Linked DNA regions of Mus musculus: region 2 is linked to region 1. A link is a contact called in public capture Hi-C data. All regions are on one chromosome and are shown on one strand. Each heading gives the region's core, a stretch centred on a gene start, on an enhancer-like site or on the middle of the called end of the contact. The rest is flanking DNA. Distances are from core to core; before and after follow the strand shown.

Region 1 (6,547 bases), core at 1,523-4,022:
GAATACTTGTTGCTCTTCAGGGGAGCTAGGTTCAATTTCCAGCACCCATATGATAACTCACAACCATCTTTAACTTCCAGGCACCCATTTGGTGCACATTTATGCATATAAAGTAAACTAAAAAGGAAAGAAAGAAAGAAGAGAAATGATATAAAGTGGGGAGGGAGCCCTAAAGGAGTGCCTGGGTTGAGTGGAAAGGGGGAGGTGGGGTGTATATGACCAAGATACATTGTTTACAGCTATGATATTGTCATAGAATAAGAGATACCCTATTACAAATTAGGTGGAGAGAAACTGAGAAAGGTACTTGAGGTAGACTTCTGACCTTCACAAGTACACACATGTATCCGAAAACGTGTGAACAAATATACACAAATATATCACACATCACACAAATTTAAATGTCAGATGTAGTCGTGTATACCTGTACTCACCATACTCAGGAGGGTGAGAGTTTGGGGCCAGCCTGGGCTACAGTTTTGCTGTCTCAAAACTAAAACCAAACAAGACAAAACAAAATCATCTCTGTTGATGAATATGTGGGCCATTTATTTGCTGTATAATGAAATATACTGCTGTAAATATTCTTGTGTATGTCTTATCTTTCACATACAATCTAATTGACAAGTAATTATTTCATGTTTTATTTCTTGATTTCCTTCAGAATGAGAATTACAACTTCTGTAGCTAATGAAGGCTTTGAGCATACGTTAGTTTTCTCTAGTACATATCTAGGAATGGCATCTGGTTGTTGGGTCTTAGGGTTTACATAAAAAATATGAAATGGGACTGGGGTATAGCTCAGTTGGTAGAGCACTTGCCTAGAAGGCACAAAGTTCTGGATTTGTAATCCTAGCATTTGGGAGGTAGGAGAATCAGGAATTCAAAGTTAGCTTGGGCTACATGAGAACCTGTCTTAAAAAAAAAAATTAAATGAATATGAAAATGTATATAATTCTGGTACTCTTTGCTTATTTCAAAATGGCCTTTCCAACTTTTGACATAGGGGCCTCTGAGAGTCCCTACCAGATGTGTGATCATTTCTGAGTGACCTTGGTCTTGAGGACCGGGTTGCAATCCTGATTACCAATGGCAATAAGTACGGTATACAGTCAGTGGAAGGAGTCCCATCTGTGGAGGACATCGCCATCTGCTATCTTTATGGCTCCTGCTTCCTATTCAGTCATTGCAACAGGACAGATGATTACTGAGTGGCCCTACTGGGGCCAAAGGTCTCCCTGCTGAGCGAGGATTTGCTCACTCAGGAAGGTTAGAAACCAGGGGGAGGGTGGAAACAGGCTTCATTTGTTCTGTCAAAGGCATACCAGGAGATGTTAATTGCTTAAAAGTCTAAATATAACCCCCCTTCATCTTAGTGGGACCTCAGGCAAAAGTACAAACAGATGACTACCTATTTAAAATTATAAACCATTCCAAAGAACTGTGAACCTTACTAGAGCCTAGTCTTCTACTTTGACTAAAGTCAAACCATTAATGACTATTATGGTTTGAATGTAGGCATCTGCAGTGACTCTGGAGCAGACTTGAGCTTAGAACTTTTAGAATCAGAATAAATGAAGAAGAAAAAGAAAGAAAGAAAGAAAGAAAGAAAGAAAGAAAAAGAAAAAGTAGGACCTAGTAGTGGTCCAACCCTGAAATCTCAGCTTCTCAGGAGGATGAAGCAGGATTGCAGACTCAAGGCTAACCTGGGCCATTTAGGGAGAGGGTGTTTCAAAATTAAAAAAACAGAACAAGAACTATTGCTATAGCTGAGTAGTGGAGTGCTTGCCTACTATGCTTAAGGTTAAATCCCCAGGACTGCAGGAGGGAGAAAAAAAGACTAGCATAGATCCCTGGCCTTTGGGGGTATGTGCACTTGAATAAGCTGGTGAGAGGAGCGTAAGCCCTGGCTGGGCTCCTGGTCTGTTGCTTGTCTTCCTTCTTTCCTCACCTGTCTTGCACCACGAAGGATCTGTGAACACACAGAGCAGCTCAAATGTGTAAGTGCTGTGCCACCTCCTCCAAATGCAGCTGCCCTCTGGCACGTTGAGAAACGTTTACACCCTGTCTTATAGAAAAATGAGAGACTACAGCTTCAGCTACCCAGGGAGGGAATTCTGGGCTCATAGGAAGGCAGGTGGACTTGGTCCTGAAGTGCCAGACTGTGTAGACCCCTTGCCCTAGGAAGGCAGCAAGGTCTGAATGAGGCTGGAAAGGAAAGTCTGGAGTCTCCGTATGGCTCTCTTGCCCAGGCAGAAGGGTGGCACTTTCTCCTGTCAAGAATGCAAGCACTGCGTCTGGCTGTATCTCCAACAGCTTCTCTGGGCTGATCACGTTAAAGTCAAACATAGTCGCTTAATGGAAAAAGTGCATTGGCTTGCACATCTGGGGACCAGACCAAGTTCTGGCCATAACAATTCTTCCTACTTTATATCCTCATTTAAACTTTTCTTAGCCGCTCTACTTTTCAAGGTTATGAGGTTAAGGGACTTTCTCAAGGACACACAACTAGGCAAAGTAGCGGCTGGGTTCGCGTGCACCCAGGGTCTCCTCACTCAGCTTGATATTTTTGTCTGTGTCCTGGGAGCCAAGAGCTTGCACAGTCTTCGTCTTTGCAGCCGCCAGTCTCCAACACCCATAGCTCTCTCATCAGCCTCCCTCTGGCTCCCAGGCCCCGGACCCCTCCTCCCTGGTCTCCCTCCCTCCTGAGGCCCCGCCCCTCCCTTAGGCCAGCGTCACGTGCCGTCCCATCCCCCCGCGCCTGCGCACTGCTTATTTCCCGCTGTCAGGATGAGGAGGCGGAGGTCGGCGCTCCGGTCCGTCTCTGCCCGAGGCTGTGGCGGCGCCGGCGGCTCCAGCCTTAGCGGTTCCTCCCTGGGCGGCGGTGGCCGCGGCTCGGTCGACGCCTCCTCCGCCAGCTGAGCCCGCGGCATCCCGGGACGCCGCTTCCCCGCCCATCCCCGTTCTCCGAGGCCGCCCACTGGCCATGGCGCAGCCGGGCCCGGCTCCCCAGCCTGACGGTGAGGCGCCCACCATGGCGGGCGCGGCCTGCCCGGCGCAGCGTCGTGGGGGCCCTTGGGGGCAGGAAGGGCACGCGCGCGGGCCCGGGGGTGACCCACGGACTGGAGGCGGGGGCGCGCGGGCGACGCGTGCTGGGGCAGCCGGGCTGGGGAGGGAGAGGGAGGCGCGCGCGGGCGGCCGCGGGGAAGGGCGTGGGGAGGCTGCAGGGAGGGAGCCGGCGGAGAGGAAGGTGCGGTGGGATCAGCACGTGGGTTCCTCGGGTGGGGAGGATGGAAATGGAGAGCATGTGCTATATTCCTTAAAGAAAACGCGAGCCCTCGCCTTGGTAGTGGCCGTGTGCCCTCTCGCCCCACCTCCGCTCCCGCCTCCTCAGGCCACGCTCCAGCGCTCTTTGCACCGGACTTGTAAAAGTAACTGTGATCCTAAGCATTGGGTAGCATTCTTTTGAGTGGTTGTGTTGCTTCATGGTAAGGCCGGGCTCATATCTTAGTCTCTTAGGGCCTCAGTTTCTGACGAACGAAGAGCGCTTGATTCATGTCTCTTTATCGAGAAAGATGGGCAAGTCTTGGGCCAGGCGATAAAGATGGCAACGTTCATCTGTAAAAGGATAGTTTAGTATTATTTCGAGAGTGTTAGGGATGAAAAGGTGCTCGAGTGGGCCGAAATCGAGGAGTCAATCGTCTTCTCCATTCCGTCTCTACCGTTCAAGCGATGGGGTCTCACTTTGTGGACCATGATGACCTGAAACTCCTGAGCTATCCTGCCTCAGTTTCCTGAGTAGCCAAGACTTAGACGTGCAGGACAGACTGTCTTAATAATGCTCATATTGGAAGAAAAAAAGGGCCTTGTTCTAAATAAGCCATGATGGTTATTAGAACCCTTTATGACCTTTAAACCGACTGAGCTCTGCCCCAGAGTTTTGACCACATTGTTTCAGGTGTTGTTGTCGTCAACCGGGAGTTATGTTTGGAAAGAATGTGCTCCGTCCTTGGCAAGATCTTACTGTATCTAGTTGGGAAAGTTCTTTCAGGTGTACTTTTCTAATTGGCTTTTGTGCTTAGCATCTTTACCTGTAAGTAGAATGTTGGGATGTGGTGGTTGGCTCAGGAGGTTCTTGGCCTTTTCCAAGAGTAGTCTCTTGAAATGATCTTTTGTGAAAACCTCTGTTTGTTCTTGCGGTAGGGGAACTGGAAACAATGTTATCAGATTTTGAGACTCTTGCTGCTCTCTGGGAAGTGTTCTCTAAAGATTGTTAGCCTCTAGTTTTGGGTTTTGTTAGTTGCCTAAGGGGTAATGTCCAGCCTAGACTTTAACTTGCTCGATGTTTCTATTCCAATAAAGAGAAGGGAGGTGTTTCTGGTGGGCTGTCAGGAAACAGGGATGTTTTTTGGACCTTCTTTTAACTCTCACCTTTTGTATTTGGTGTCAGGGAGGAAAACTTTACAAACCCTCCTTGTTACTGCAGACAGAGGCAGAATACAGAGAAAGCTCTGACTTCTGGTAGGTATGCTTAACTGGCTGCTGCCTTCCTTTGCTTTCCATGGACAACTCAGGTGACATGAGTCTGGACTCTTAATTTCCTGCCTCTTTCAATATATGAAATGGTCTTCCCTGCAAATAGGCAGAAGTGACTAAGCACTTCGCAGAAGCGAGGAAAACATTAGCTTTGAGGAATCTCATGTTCTTGCTATTCTCAGTGCAGGTTTACTTCCTATTTTTCAAAATTTAAGACTATGGAATGAGATTAAGTAAAATTTTTAAGTATACGTTAATGTAAATGGACAAAGGTATCTATCAGTTCATGAAAGGGGAGAGAATTTGGTATGTTTGAGTTCTTTGTGCCAATGTCTGCTTACAAGTTCATCTTGCGGAATTAATTGTTCTCTTTAGTTGAGTTCATATTGACAACTTTAATTAGAAGCGCACTTGAATTTTTTAGACCTGCTGAGTTAAAAAACAAAATTATTGGAAAATTCCTTTGCACCAGACCAACAGTAAAACATAACTGCTTCGTCCGCTTTCCCGTCATTTCAGAAGCAGTGCCGAATCTTTTTTCTTTTTGACATATTTTCTTTGTTTTTTTCATGAGGATATTAAGGCATATTAAGAGTAGATTTGTTGGGCAGTGGTGGCGCATGCCTTTAATCCCAGCACTTGGGAGGCAGAGGCAGGTGGATTTCTGAGTTCGAGGCCAGCCTGGTCTACAAAGTGAGTTCCAGGACAGCCAGGGCTCTACAGAGAAACCCTGTCTTGAAAAATCAAAAAAAAAAAAAAAAAAAAAGGAGCTTTGTGTATAATTGGCAAGACAAGATGTAACCTTTTTTTCTTATTTCATAATTTTTGAAGGTTTTAGTTTTAATGGAGCACTTTGATGGATGCCAATTAAGTTATTTTCCATTGAGAATTCAAAGACAAGTATAAAAACTCTCAGATTTCAGTTTAAGCTAAACTACATTTTAGAAGCATTTGTCCTGATTTTACTTCATTAAAATTAAAATTTTAAAAATGACATTTATTTGTGTGTGCTTGTGTACATGCCTTGAGCATGTGTGTGGCTGTCAGAGGACAACCTTTGGGAGTTGGTCCTCTCGCTTCATCATGTGGGCGCTGGGAATTGAACTCATTGGGCTTAATAGCACTCATGTTTACATGCTGAGTGATGCCACTGGCCTTTTCTTTTGTTTTTGTATAATCCCACCATAAGAAATTGAATGTGGGGCTGGAGAGATGGTTCAGTGGTTAAGAGCAATGGCTCTTCTTCCAGAGGACATTAGTTCAATTCCCAGCAACCACATGGTGGTTCACAACCTTCTGTAATTAGGTGTGATGCCCTCTCTGTCATGCAGACATACAAGAAGACAGAACATGCAATATACATAAATAAATAATTAAACAAAAGTTTTATGTTCGAAAAAAGGATTTTGAATGTTTTCCCATAAAGAAAATGATAAATATTTGATGGTATAGCTATATTTAACTTCATTTATACATTTCATCATATATGCTAGTTTCAAAACATTGCAGAGCACCCCTATTGATGCTTTTACTTTATTTTTATGTACATGAATGTTTTTGCTTATATGTGTGTGTAGCATGTGCATGTCTGGTCCTCTTGGAAGCCAGAAGAGGGCATCTGCTTCCCCTGGGACTAGAGTTACAGATGGTTGTGGCTGGGAATTGAACGGGAGTGTCCTCTGGAAGAGCAGCCAGTGCTTTTATCAGCTGAGCCATCTCTCCAGCACTTCATTGATGCTTTAATATAGTAGAACAAAAGGTATTTTAAGAAGTAGAAGTGTGGGGCTGGAGAGATGGCTCAGTGGTTAAGAGCACTGACTGCTTTTCCAAAGGTCCTGAGTTCAAATCCCAGCAACCACATGGTGGCTCACAACCATCCGTAATGAGATCTGACACCCTCTTCTGGTGCATCTGGAGACAGCTACAGTGTACTTAGATATAATAATAAATAAATCTTAAAAAAAAAAAAAAAGAAGAAGAAGAAGAAGTGTGGCCGGGCATGGTGGCGCAT
Region 2 (7,244 bases), core at 3,540-6,039, 230 kb before region 1:
AGAGATTGAGGCAGAGGGGGAACTGCTGAGTGGTGGAGACAGGCCTTGGCCAGGCCTTGGCCTCTGGCTCAGGCCCTCTTAACCTCAGCGCGCCTCTGTTCCCGAGTCTCCCCTCAGAGGCTCTGATGTGCCCAGATGAGATGGAGGGCATAGGAGTAGAAATAACCACTGAGGGCTGCAGCCCACCCGCCCTCCTCTTTGGCAGCCCTAGTGGGTGGAGAAGGTGGTCGCCTTGATCAACTGCAGTTCGATGTGAGGAAGGGCTCTGTGGTCAACGTCAATCCCACCAACACCCGAGCTCATAGTGAAACTCCTGAAATTCGCAAGTACAAGAAGCGATTCAACTCAGAGATCCTATGTGCAGCTCTCTGGGGTAAGTCAGAACTGAAAAAGGTGGAAGTGGTCTGGGCACAGCCTCCATACTCCTGGTCAGGGTAGAGCTTGGATCTGCCTCTGACCTATCCAAGGATTCCCGTTGCAGGGGTCAACCTCCTAGTGGGCACAGAGAATGGGCTGATGTTGCTGGACCGAAGTGGGCAGGGCAAGGTGTATGGACTTATTGGGCGACGACGCTTCCAGCAAATGGATGTCTTAGAAGGGCTCAACTTGCTCATCACCATCTCAGGTGTGTGTATGGAGTTTGGGGACAAGGGGCTTAATTGCTTGCGTATCTTCATCCTGGGAGGAGAACAACCTCGGTCAGACAGTAGTGTGGGAAGCAGGAACTGGGCCTTTGATAAGAATGAGTGTTTAGGGCTAGTGAGATGGCTCAGCGGTTAAGAACGCTGACTGCTCTTCCAAAGGTCCTGAGTTCAAATCCCAACCATATGGTGGCTCACAACCATCCATAACGAAATCTGATGCCGTTTTCTGGAGTGTCTGAAGACAGCTACAGCGTACAGTGTATAAATAAATAAATATTTTTTAAAAAATGACTGTTTATGTGCCAGGCATGGTGGCGCACACCTTTAATCCCAGCACTTGGGAGGCAGAGGCAGGTGGATTTCTGAGTTCGAGGCCAGCCTGGTCTACAGAGTGAGTTCTAGGACACCCAGGGCTACACAGAGAAACCCTGTCTTGAAAAAAAAAAAAAAAGTGTTTATGTGTCCACATATGTCTGTCCATCTCACAGGGAAAAGGAACAAACTGCGGGTATATTACCTGTCCTGGCTTCGGAACAAGATCCTACACAATGACCCAGAGGTGGAAAAGAAGCAGGGGTGGACCACCGTGGGGGACATGGAGGGCTGCGGCCACTACCGTGTTGGTGAGGATGCCACAGCACAGTAGCCAGGGAGCAGCAAGGTCTGGGCTAACTACTGAGATCCTCAAGCTGACAGTGGAAGTCACTGCGTCTCCCCTTTCCTGCCCTCCAGTGAAATATGAACGGATTAAGTTCCTGGTCATTGCCCTGAAGAACTCCGTGGAGGTTTATGCCTGGGCTCCCAAACCCTACCACAAATTCATGGCCTTCAAGGTAATCCCCGCCTCAGCCACCAGTATGTTCCCAGGTTCCGAACGCTCCTGCACCTGTCTTCCCTGAGCCTTCTCTCCTCCACAGTCCTTTGCTGACCTCCCTCACCGCCCTCTACTGGTGGACCTGACAGTAGAGGAGGGACAGCGGCTCAAGGTCATCTATGGCTCCAGTGCTGGCTTCCATGCTGTGGATGTTGATTCTGGGAACAGCTATGACATCTACATCCCTGTACATGTGAGCTTAGCAGGGCTATGGGGCGAGGGAGACCAACCCATTCTGGTCATCAGACATGAGGACCCCACCCAGTCCACCTTCTTCTCCCTAGATCCAGAGCCAGATCACACCCCACGCCATCATCTTCCTCCCCAACACTGATGGCATGGAGATGCTGCTGTGCTATGAAGATGAGGGTGTCTATGTCAACACTTACGGGCGGATCATCAAGGATGTGGTGCTGCAGTGGGGAGAGATGCCCACCTCTGTGGGTAAGTGAAGAGCCACCCCAAGCTGCTTGTTCCGAGGTGACTAGGACTGAAACCTCCTTACAGCCCTTCCACCATCTTCTCTCTTCAGCCTACATCTGCTCCAACCAGATAATGGGCTGGGGTGAGAAGGCCATAGAGATCCGCTCTGTGGAGACAGGCCACCTAGATGGGGTCTTCATGCACAAACGAGCCCAGAGGCTCAAGTTCCTGTGTGAGCGCAATGACAAGGTGAGGCAGTGTATCTCTGAAAGGAGCCTAGCCCAGGGGATGGGCTGCCTCTCCAGACCTTGCTCTGGGCAGGCATCTGGGGGTTTGGAATGGTTCTGCTGTTCTGAGCTGTCAGAGCCACACCCTCCTTCCCTGTGGGCTCTGTTGCCTTTACCCCAGGGACCTGGTAACACTTTTTTGCCTTTCCTTGGGGATAGAGAGAAACAGGTGTCATTCACTTCCTCTCTCTCCCCCAGTGTCAACCTCGTCTCTCTTCCCAGCATACCCCTCCCCCCCGCCCCCACACCACACACACACACTTAGCCCTTGGTGATGTCTCTTCTACTTTATTCAGGTGTTTTTTGCCTCTGTCCGCTCTGGAGGAAGCAGCCAAGTTTACTTTATGACTCTGAACCGTAACTGCATCATGAACTGGTGACGAGGCCCCTGGGCTGGGGCTCCCCACATGGACCCAGCTCTCTTCCCACAGCCAGACTACCCAGGCCGCCCCTGCCCTCCCACCCCCTTGGGCTTTTGCTTTTACTGGTTTGATTCACTGGAGCCTGCTGGGAACGTGACCTCATATCCCTGAAGCTTTCGTGATCACGTGACCACCCTTTCCCCCAACATTCTCAAAACTGTGCCTTTCCCCAACTTGTGGGGAATGACACAGCTTCCTTCCCCTTACCAGGAATTGAGTGGGACTTGCTCCTCCCCTTTTCTCCACAGAAGAGGAGAGCGCTTGGGGCTTGGACCCCTTACCCCATTGCTGCTGAATGAGCAGGGCCCTGACCCCTTTATTTGCACGCCAGGGGAGCCGGCTCCCCCCTTGAATGTACCAGACTCTGGGGGGGGGGTGTTCACTGGGCCCTGGGTTCTGGAGGCGGGGCGGTCACCAGCCACTCCAGGGGCAGGGACCATTCCTCATTTTCTGAAAGCACTTTAATGATTCCCCCCCAACCCCCAGGGAATGGAGGAGGGACCCCATAGCCAAAACATTCCCCCCTTTCCTCCCCACTCCCACCCCTTCTAGCCTCTCCCCTTCCCTAGAAGGAGAGAGCTCAGAGCTCCCAGCCTTTATCCTCCCTTGCTTGCATCTGTATATAGTGTGAGCAGCAAGTAGCCCTTCTCCCTCCTGTATCCTTTCTCAATGTAGTGGCCTTGGATATATCCCCTTTGTTAATAAAGACAATTCAACCAGCTTCCACCATTTTGAGATCCTACTATTGTTCTCTCTCAATCCTGGAGAGATTTGAGAGTTGAGAATGCAGAGGGTAGAGGAAAGGCATTAGGCTCTGTGAAGTTACTGTGATAATAGAGACGAAGTAAGGTGGATGAATAGGCCAGGGATCAGTCCTGACACGGTAGGACCCTTTGAGAATAGTTTTTACCAGCCCCAGCAGGGCCAGGCCAGACTTCTGGCTTCAGTGTTTCTATATCTGGGTCTTGTAAAAACCTCATTGGCTATCAACTAGATAAACATTCTTTAGGTTAGAAGGAGCCAAGAGCAAAATTGAACCAATTGCCTCCAAGTGCCTGACCAAACCACCCACCCATCTTCTACTTCCCTGAGGAGTTGGACCCACCCACATGACCACACAACCCCTCCTGCAAGTTCACAAACCAGATTTATTGTCAGCGGCCTGTTTTCAAAATCTCTTTCTTGGGGGGTGGGGGAGAGGTGGGTGCCAGTGCAGGCTCATGGTTGGATGCACGGTGGGTAAGGGAGATCAGGAACTTGGTTGAAGTAACCCCCAAGGAAGATGAGAGTAGAACCAACGCTGAAGAGCACCAAAGCTGCCCAAAAACAGACATTGTCCAGGGCCTTCCCCATACGCACCCAGTCGGACAGTTCCTGTGAGAGAGAGCTTAGCGAGGGAGGAGCCTGGAGGGCGGGGCATCTAGCACTGCTCCGCCTCAACCTCCCAACCCACCTCTCCAGTGGCTTCCTGGTCTCTTGTGCTCTCAGCCACAAAGTTCACAGCATCCACACAGCAGCGGATTTCTGGGGCTGCAGCACCCAGGTTCTGGCAGAGGGCTGCTGCTAAGGCAACAGCAAGCGCTAGGTCATTAAAAGAGCGTCCCTAACGGCGAGTGTATGCCTTTGACCCAAGAGCAGTGCTTACCGGTCCAAGTTCCGTGCCGATGCCTCTGACCCTCAAACACGAGTTCGCTCCGCGGCTTTTTCAAGATGAGCTCCTCCGCTCTGAGCAGAATGCCCACAGACGAGGCACGCCTCGCTGGTGAGGCAGTTCGGGGATCCTCTGGGGGTGGGCTCGAGCCCAGGAGACGCGGCAGCAGCTCTAATAAAATCTGCAGCCGGGGCAGAGAGAGGTTCCAAGCCCGCTTCCCACCCCTGGGCAGTACTTTCTCCAACCAGCGCTTACCTGGCGCAGCCGAGGGGATGTAGCATGAGTCGTTGGCGTCCTCAAAGATACGTTGAGCACGATGACGCAATTCATGACAATGAGCGTGGCAACCACCATGACGAATATAAGATACCTGATATACAGAAGCCTGATGTCACAGCACCCCACAAACAAGGCACTAGCTGCCCTCTACCTCACAAATACCACCTCCGCACAGCTGGTGGCGTTACTTCTTGATCCTCCTCAACGATGCCAGTATTGTCCTGGCCCTTCTGCATATACCATCTGTTGCGGACATGAAGGGGATTCCCAGCAATTTGGACACCCTGCTGTGGGTCTACCACTTCCACAGCTCCACCGAGGTGAGGGTATTAGAATGGCAGAATCTGGAGAGGTCCCCAGCTCTTCCTGCTATGGCCCTTTCCATGTGATCATTCCACTCACTACCCTTGCTCCTCCAGGTGGCCTTACAGCCTCCACTTCTATCTTCCCTGGAACTTGCTGTGGCCGCAGCTCACGAATATCTGGTGCAAAGGTTCAGAGAGCTTAAGTCCCAGGACCCCCTGGAATCCGACAAGTCGCCCACCCAGAAGGCCACCCTAGGGCTGGTGCTAAGAGAAGCTGCAGCCAGCATCATGAGCTTTGGAGCCACCTTGTTAGAGGTGCTGCTCTGGGAGGCTGAGGGATGGGAATAAAAGGGGGAGAGGGCTAGGCCAACAAAAGCAAGGACCTCTAGCCCATATGCCCCAATGTAGATCTCGGCCCTGTGGCTGCAGCAGGAGGTGCAGCGACTGGACGGCGGCAACGACTGCCCAGGCCCAGCCCCAGACACTGGGGATCCTGGTAGGGCGCTGGCCCGTGTAGCCCTGGCCGCAGGGCAGGGGATTCGGCAAGCTGGAACGGCAGCTGGCGCAAGTGCCCGGTACCTGATCCAGGGGGCGTGGTTGTACCTGTGTGGACGAGGTTTGCACGGGTCTACCTCATCTCTGCCACAAACCCTATGCCAACTGGGCCTTGGGGTCCCTGGGGATCCGGTGCGTTTGGGATAAAGGGTGCGACATGGGTCAGAGGAGGTATGATTAAGGAGATGCTGAACTATACTGTCCTCTTAACAGAGAGACTCGGGAAACCTCAAGGTGTCGCCCAGCAGCAGTGAGGAGAATGGGGGAACAGATAATCCATCACTGTCCCAGTCCAACCCTGTGTCCAAATAAAAGTCCAGAACGGGACAACACCAGGTCCCTATGCAAGCCTTCTTTGGCTACATTCTCCATGCATGCCCCTATCTCTGTGGGATCCACTTTGAGATTACCTGCCCAGCAGTGGCACGCTCAGAGAAGTCTCTGGAATTTTCTGGGCAATTAGAAACAAGAAGACAGTCTGGGCTAGCAGGACGTTGATAGAGACCGTGCATTTCTGGCCACCAGCTAGAGGGAGCAAGCTGTGAGAGGCAAGCCAGGGAGCAAGCCCAGCCTGGGGTTCAGGAGTCAGGGTCACCCCTTACCCTGCGCAGGCAGGAAGTAAGCGAGCAGCACCAAGCCAGAAATGAGCACGCAAGGCACAATGATGTTAATGACGTAAAAAAGCGGCTTCCGGCGGATGATGAGCGTATAGATGACGTCAGTTTCTCCAGGACCTTCTGTGGAACCTCCCTCATAGCGGCGAATCATGCCTGGGCAGTAGTCTATGGCCCATTCTCCATTCTCTGCAGGACATAGGGCACAGTCAGCCCGCACACCTGCAACTCCAGGCCAAGAGGGCTGCTTGAAACCTGGGCTGTTAGCACGGGGGCAGAATGGTAGAGAGGGGCATTTCTGGTGGGGGTGTGGAAACAACACATCTAGACTGACTTCAAGAAGCTCAGCTTCCGGTTGTGTGGTTCAGGCCAAGCCCTACCCTGAACGTCCCCCCTTGAACCTTATCTGGGAGAAGAATTTTTGGAAAGGGGGTATATCCCTTCACCGGTAAAAGCTGCCGTGTCAATGTCAATCTTGTTGATGGTATTGCCGTCGTCATCCACGGCAAAGATGAACTCCACCTCCTCAGCATTGTAGGTCTGGGAGCTGTGAAACAGGGCCAGTCTTTACCCCAGAAGCTGGCAGCCATCTTAGTTCCACCCTGGAAGCTTCAATCTGGCAGGGTAATATGGCTCTCTTCTTTTGCCCACATTCCCCAGCGCGTTCCCAATCCTGCTTCCTTTTCTGTTCTGTTTTGGGTTGCTGATGGGCTTACCGTGCTATCCAAGGGATTCCTGGACTCAAGTAATTTTTATGCCTCAGACTCCTCCTGGGGAATAGCTGCGACTATGCGCTCAAACTACAAGATGGCAGCAAGAAACCTGTGCCCACGCCTACTGCAAACCTACACCAGCTTCCCACCCCTTCACTCCAGTGCCTCACTCCAACTCCTTCCCAAAGACCTTCCAAAGAAGACCCCACCTATCCCTCCTTAGCAGGCCCTGTCCCCTGCTCTAGGCCCTTCTCAATATCATGATTGAAGTGATTCTTCCTACCGAAAAATGAGAGAGCAGTTCTGCCAGTCAAAGGGGAAATAGGTGACCTCCACTGCGCAGGTGCTGCGGTAGATGGCTGGGGGCAACCAGCTCACATAGCCTCCCTCATAGACTAGAACATTGCTGTCGTAGGCCACTCCAAACTGCCCATCAATACTGTGGAAACCAAGCTTTTCACATGTCTGAACCTCCTT

What was found. Capture Hi-C pulls out chosen DNA fragments and counts their contacts.
Region 2: a contact with region 1 is called in a capture Hi-C map of macrophages, with 2.6 times the contacts expected there. The contact joins the promoter of 4930544D05Rik here to the promoter of Rabep1 in region 1. A contact is called at or near these places in 6 of 39 promoter capture datasets (the C10 cell line, embryonic stem cells, hematopoietic stem and progenitor cells and 2 more), 1 of 484 Hi-C or Micro-C datasets (bone marrow-derived macrophages) and 3 of 9 other capture datasets (adipose tissue, liver and macrophages).

What each region holds. Positions count from the first base shown.
Region 1 is chr11:70,841,989-70,848,535 of GRCm38.p6, forward strand. Rabep1 (rabaptin, RAB GTPase binding effector protein 1) reads left to right here and starts at 2,773. Exons shown (of 18, transcript NM_019400.3): 1 at 2,773-3,020. The coding sequence starts at 2,987.
Region 2 is chr11:70,611,105-70,618,348 of GRCm38.p6, forward strand. It overlaps 4930544D05Rik (RIKEN cDNA 4930544D05 gene), which reads left to right and starts at 4,790. Exons shown (of 4, transcript NM_001145537.1): 1 at 4,790-4,900; 2 at 5,000-5,200; 3 at 5,294-5,501; 4 at 5,654-5,786. The coding sequence starts at 4,835. The coding sequence ends at 5,694. Chrne (cholinergic receptor, nicotinic, epsilon polypeptide) reads right to left here. Exons shown (of 12, transcript NM_009603.1): 5 at 7,051-7,206; 6 at 6,501-6,601; 7 at 6,043-6,243; 8 at 5,851-5,965; 9 at 4,557-4,671; 10 at 4,296-4,482; 11 at 4,104-4,210; 12 at 3,779-4,024. The coding sequence ends at 3,869. Mink1 (misshapen-like kinase 1 (zebrafish)) reads left to right here. Exons shown (of 33, transcript NM_001045964.1): 26 at 206-373; 27 at 482-625; 28 at 1,133-1,267; 29 at 1,377-1,477; 30 at 1,562-1,711; 31 at 1,803-1,962; 32 at 2,051-2,190; 33 at 2,525-3,378. The coding sequence ends at 2,608.